Regions from separate parts of the Gossypium hirsutum genome. Here region 1 is linked to region 2. The links are chromatin contacts, called in public Hi-C maps. All regions are on one chromosome and are shown on one strand. Each heading gives the region's core, a stretch centred on a gene start, on an enhancer-like site or on the middle of the called end of the contact. The rest is flanking DNA. Distances are from core to core; before and after follow the strand shown. Region 1 holds the start of LOC107948596. Region 2 holds the start of LOC121203592 (transcription factor MYB34).

Region 1 (2,983 bases), core at 234-2,733, 140 kb before region 2:
GAGTAAAACCCTTCAATAAAATAATACAAAACCCAGGCTATCTTTCTCTCCCTCTCTCTTGGAGATGATTCCAGGAGATAAAACTATGGACAGCAAGTAGGTTGCAGAGAAATACTTACATCTTGCTCATTAATTCCAAATACATCATAATTCCTTTTCCATATGGGATTTGTCAAAAGCTCATAAGCATACCGAATCTGCAACAAGATGATAAACACCATATACTCATGGAATTACTATATAATTTGACCTCAGCATCTTCAATAATGGCCTACGATGTTCATTTAGCTAAGGCTAAATGTGACTTCATCTAATCATGGAGGAGCAATGTTAAAACTACATGCGATTGTTGCTTTTTCTGCTTGCTTTCTGTGTCTTAGAAAAAGTTACTTAAAAACAAATGGTTGAAAATAAATCATAGTTGATGGTAATTGATTAAAATTTACCAAATGGCAAAGAAGCTACATTAATTCTAGCATAATGGTTGTAAACCGATGGAGTACATCCTCTAAATTCTTCAGAAATATTAGTATTTACTCATGTATGATATGCAATTTTTTTTCTTTTGTACTTCCGCAAGCAAAATGCAAGTAGTGAGGCAGCAAAGAAAGTAACGTAACTATTAATAATTCAAAATGCTAGGAGCAATAAATTGCTAAAAAACAGAATTAACTTCTTCTTATTCTTTTTTTTTTTTTGCAGAAACAAAGAAAACAAATAAGTAAATAAAATTGAAGAAAGAAGTTTAACTAACCGACCTTGATAAATTCAGTGGTAGTAGGAATTTCCAGTCCTGAATTCCTGAAACAATACGATTGAAGACATGCGAACAAGAAATGGTAAAGTCCGAAAACCAACAAATTAATCAAAGCCTGGCAATTCGTATATCCGTGTGATATTCATATATTTTGAAACGTCATAATATATTATATTTCATATTTATTTATTTTGAGATAATCAATATGTTAACCTCTTCAATCTTTTCTTTCAATCTAAAAAAAGATTGTAAAAATTTAAGTAGAAAGAAATTGAAGAATTACCATTTGGATTCAAGATTCTCGTACGCCTCTTTCACTTCTTCCATTGAACAATATGTCTTTAATCCCAAAACTACCACTCATTTAATAAGTTAAAAATCACTATACTTCTTAAACCAAAAAATTCCAGCAACAAAGTCCAATATACTGATAAAAATACGAATATATATACACAGTTGGGACTCACCATCGTAATGAGAAGGGGGAAAGGCACGAGGGAGAAGAACGAGCTGATATAACATGGAAAGAGAGAATAGAACCGCAGGCACCGCATAGGCTTTGATTTTCGTCGCAGAATCTCCGGCCATCGCTCGATTTCGCCGATGATTCCTCTGGTTTCTTCAGAGAGAGACTGAGAGATCACTGCCGAGCAAGCGAGTTTTGAATGTTTGAAGTGCCAAAGCGACAAAGGAAAAAAGTGAAGTACAAAAAGCAAATTCTTTTAGTCGTCGATTACAATTATGTAAACTGCAGTATCTAAGCGGCACGTGAAATTAAACGCGTGGCGTAAGATCATTGGCTAGGATAAAGATTCTGATTAAAGCAGATTTCTTATACATTAAACCAAAATAAGTGAACTCTGGTTGGCTCTAATGCAATAGAATTACGAAAGAATAGAGTTATAATTAGTAATTTAGTTGTTTGATTGAATGAAATGGAATAAAATTATAATGATATTTTTATATTTGATTCAATGAAATGATATTGTAATAATATAAGAAAATAGGCAAAAATAACTAGAGTACCTTTAATAGATTTTTTTAAGTACATAATTATCGTTATTAAATTTTATTAAGATTATAATTAAAATAATAAATAATTTAATCATGTTTTAATATAATTATTACTAAATATAATTAAATAAAAATAAAATTATATAATTTAATAACATTCTTAATATAATTTTTAGTAAAATTTTACCTAAAATATGAATTAATACATATTATAACCCTTAAACTAGATAAATTATTATTTATTTATTTTATTGATACATATTTTGCATATCTAAATTAATTATATTTACAAATAAAATAAGAATATTATGGTAAAAATTAATATCAAGAGATATTTTTATAAATTATATTTCAAATATTAATTTGTTGAAAATTTCTTTTGGGTATTTTGTATATGGTACTATATAAAAATTCATGTATTTATATTTAAAAAAATTATTTTTAAAATTGATTTAACACCCACCTAATTATAAAAAATTTAATCTTTTTTTTATTGTCCCTCTCTCTCATCTTCTTCATCTAATCTTTTCTCTTCTCATCTTCTTCATCATCACTCTTAACCACTCATCTTCTTCATCTAATCTTTTCTCTTAACATGAAATGGAATCAATTACTGACAGTCCACCACCGGTGGCGCCATTGTCCACTATTTCACTTGCTCCAAAAGCCACTAATTTAAGCTTATTCTTTTTTTATCTTCTTGCTTTTTCCCTTTATTTATCTGTTATATGTAAGAAAAATGAGTAAGAAAGCTTCCCTCTCCAAATCACATTTTATAGATCTATTATTAAAAAATGGGTTTTAGTTTTAGTTTTTCTGTTATCTTCTAGAAATTGATTGAGAGTTGAAACTATTGAGAAATAAATCTTTATTCTTTCTTGTTATATTCTAGAAATTGATGGAGAGTAGAAGAGAATTTTACAGATCTATTATTAAGAAACGAGTTTTAGTTTTAATTTTTTTTATCTTCTGGAAATTGGTCAAGAGTTGAAAGTGTTGAGAAAAGAATTTTTATTCTTTCTTATTATGTTCTAGAAATTGATGGAGAGTAGAAGAGAATGAGGAGTAAGATTAAAGTAAAAGCAAGATGGAAACAGAAATGAGTTCTGCAATTTATTTTTGAAGCTTTTGAAAATGTCTGAAAGTGGGTTTGAAAAAATATACTAGGTAAAATTGACTAAAACAAAAATTTTCTATTCCGTGTTGACGTTG
Region 2 (2,954 bases), core at 335-2,834:
AAAGTATTAATATTAAGGAATGAGTATGCTGTCTACACATAAATATGAGTGATTAAATTGAATATAAATAAAGGTATAATGACTATGTATGATTAAATGAAAGTAATGTAAAGAACCATGGAAAAGTAGAGAAATTTACTAAAAATAGTTTTAGACAGCAGTAGAGACTCTATTTTGAAAATTCACCAAAAAGAATAGGAAATGATTTAGAGGGTGAATCAAATATGAAACTAAAGCTTATTGAGTCTAGTTTTGCATGGAAGAAACAATGTAAGAAATGAAATTTTATATTTTGAGATATATTATTTGTTGTGGGATAAGGTCAGAATGGATTCGAGTCCTCGTATTATGAGTTTGGAAAATCATAAAAAATTTTAAATATATTATTAGGGGATTAAATTTATATGTTTAAATTATTAATGATTCTATTTTCAAGAGAATAAAATAGAAACATTATCTAAACCCCGTACTAAGAGATAATTAATTTTTAGTAAAGAAAGGTCGAAGCTGTCAAGTAGCAGAATAGGGGCAAATTTGAAGAATTTAATTTACTGGTTGGATAAAGTAAAAATTCTGAAATTTTTATGGTAAAAATATATTTGAGTCTAGTTTCAAAAACATCAAGCGAATCTTAATTTCGAAATCTTTAGCTCAAGATATAAATAATTTAGTGACTATGACACAAGTGGACAACTTTGATATGAACACATAAGTAAATAGTTGAATTATAGTTAATGTTACGTATAAACATGTCATGCTAAAAACTAAATATCCTAATATATATACATAAAGGATGAGGAGGAAAAAATAGTAGATGAATTTAAAATGTTACAAAATGGTTATAAGTGATGGAATGATTAATACATGTGAGAATGTTTAAATGAATTGATAAAATAATAAATGAATAATTGTTAATTGATTTGATTTTGGAATATTGGCTAAAATTTTATGAATAATTAAATTAATTGGAACAATTTAGAAATAAATATGAAATATACATAAAATGAGTAAACTACTTTAAAAGTGCAAGTCCTCCAATGGACTTATTTGTAAAACTTTAATAATTGTGTTATTTTTATAAATTTTGTTATATTTGATTGAATATCATATATGTTTTAATGAGATCCTTTAACTCATAAATAGTTATTTCATAAATTCAATTGTTACTAAAATGAGTAAAACGGTCTTCAATAATCAAATAATAAGATAAATCAATCTGAAATTTCTATAATTACTTTGACAAAGAATATGATATTTTGATACCTTAACCTAACAATCGGATCGAATATTGAGGTATTACATTCTAAACAGACAAACTCTTAAAATAATTCTTTATCTTAAATCATCACCAATGGTAATAAAGAAACAGTAACAATTTTAAGTTCTAGATTTTAATGAGTTCTTTGAGAATTATTTTAATTTAAGTTAGATGTATTTTGCTTCTTAATCTAGTTATTCATTGTATTGATTAATTGCAATTATATCTATTTCAACAGTGTGAATGCAATTATAATTTTTTTAAAAATAAACTCTTAGCTTAAGTTATTAGAAAAATCAAACAAGGATTGCCCAAATTTAAATTAAATATGATTTTATTTTAGAGTCTAATTTAATGATATATATAATATAAATTATTGATTTAATTCGATTTACAAAATTATATATATTTAACATCTAATTTTTTAAATATAAATAAAAAATAGTTTAAAAATATTATATTAATTAAGTTTAATAACTTATTTTAATGGTCATATTTTCCATGAAATTTTAATAATCATATTTAATATATTTTAAATATAAATATAAAAATATAAAAAAATAAATTAATTTAAAAAATAAAAAAATTTATATCAATAATCGGCATGAAAGCATAATAATTAGTATTGCCTGATACAGCTGATTCTATCAATACCAAAATCGAAGAAAGTATATTACTAGTAATTTTGTTAGGAGTACAACTACAATATAAAAAATTATTACATTCGAATCACTAATATAAAATTTTCTAAACTAGAATAATTTTATACAAAAACGATGAAATTTAAATTAAAATAAATATGGATAGAATTTTACGAAAAACAAAAATCAATCTTAGACACTTACGAATTTTAAGCCTCAACCTTTGTTAATTATTCCAATACTTAATTCTGTGATATGTAGAACGTAAATTCTCCTTCCTCCCTATAGTCTGCTACCCTAGCACGTCTCTGTCTGCTTTCTCTGGCAGAATTTAGGTTTTTTTGTTCTTTCAGTCTTTGTTCAAATCAAACGGCATGATTTGCTTTTTGATTCTCTGATTAGTATTTTGGTATACTCATTCGTAATTGGTAGGAAATTGTTAGGAAAATATGGAGGTAGAATTTGCTGGATTAACAATTAATGAGGAGGAAGATGAGATCTTGCAACTTCAAGTTGAGCAAACTGCAGAAAGGATGATGGGAGTATCTACGTTAGTGGGTTGTTTTTTGACAGCTAGTACAATCCACTTTAAGCAATGAAAAATACCATGGGCAATCTGTGGCATCCGGTAAGGGGTGTTCAAATTCGAGATTTAGGAGAAAAAAAGGTATTTGTTTCAGTTTTTTCATGTTATGGATATGGAAAGGGTGTTAAAGGGTTCTCCTTGGACTTTCAATAATCATTTATTGTTATTATATCAATTGCAGTGGGGAGAAGATCCCCTAAAAGTCCCTCTTATTTATTCTCCCTTTTGGGTTCAAATTAATAATATCCCTATTGGCTTCTATTCTGAGAACCTGGCAGCACAAATTCGAAACTTTATAGGGGTCTTCATGGAGTATGATGGCTCTAGTTTGGGGAAGGAGAACCGTAACTATATGCGTATAAGAGTCCAAGTTGACATTCGGCGTTCTTTGAAAAGAAAGAAGAGGCTTATGTTTAATGGACAATGCTTATATGTTCATTTTAGGTATGAACGTTTATCACTTTTTTGC

The links. Hi-C and Micro-C count contacts between places; a contact is called where the count stands out from the background.
Region 1: a contact with region 2 is called in a Hi-C map of leaf, with 3 times the contacts expected there. The contact joins the promoter of LOC107948596 here to the promoter of LOC121203592 in region 2. A contact is called at or near these places in 18 of 34 Hi-C or Micro-C datasets (anther, callus, fibers and 4 more).

The regions. Positions count from the first base shown.
Region 1 is chrA03:18,626,759-18,629,741 of Gossypium_hirsutum_v2.1, reverse strand. It overlaps LOC107948596, which reads right to left and starts at 1,483. Exons shown (of 20, transcript XM_016883210.2): 1 at 1,225-1,483; 2 at 1,041-1,110; 3 at 759-801; 4 at 120-197. The coding sequence starts at 1,345.
Region 2 is chrA03:18,485,592-18,488,545 of Gossypium_hirsutum_v2.1, reverse strand. It overlaps LOC121203592 (transcription factor MYB34), which reads right to left and starts at 1,584. Exons shown (of 3, transcript XM_041096780.1): 1 at 1-1,584. It overlaps LOC121219118 (a long non-coding RNA gene), which reads right to left. Exons shown (of 3, transcript XR_005915840.1): 3 at 1,918-2,954.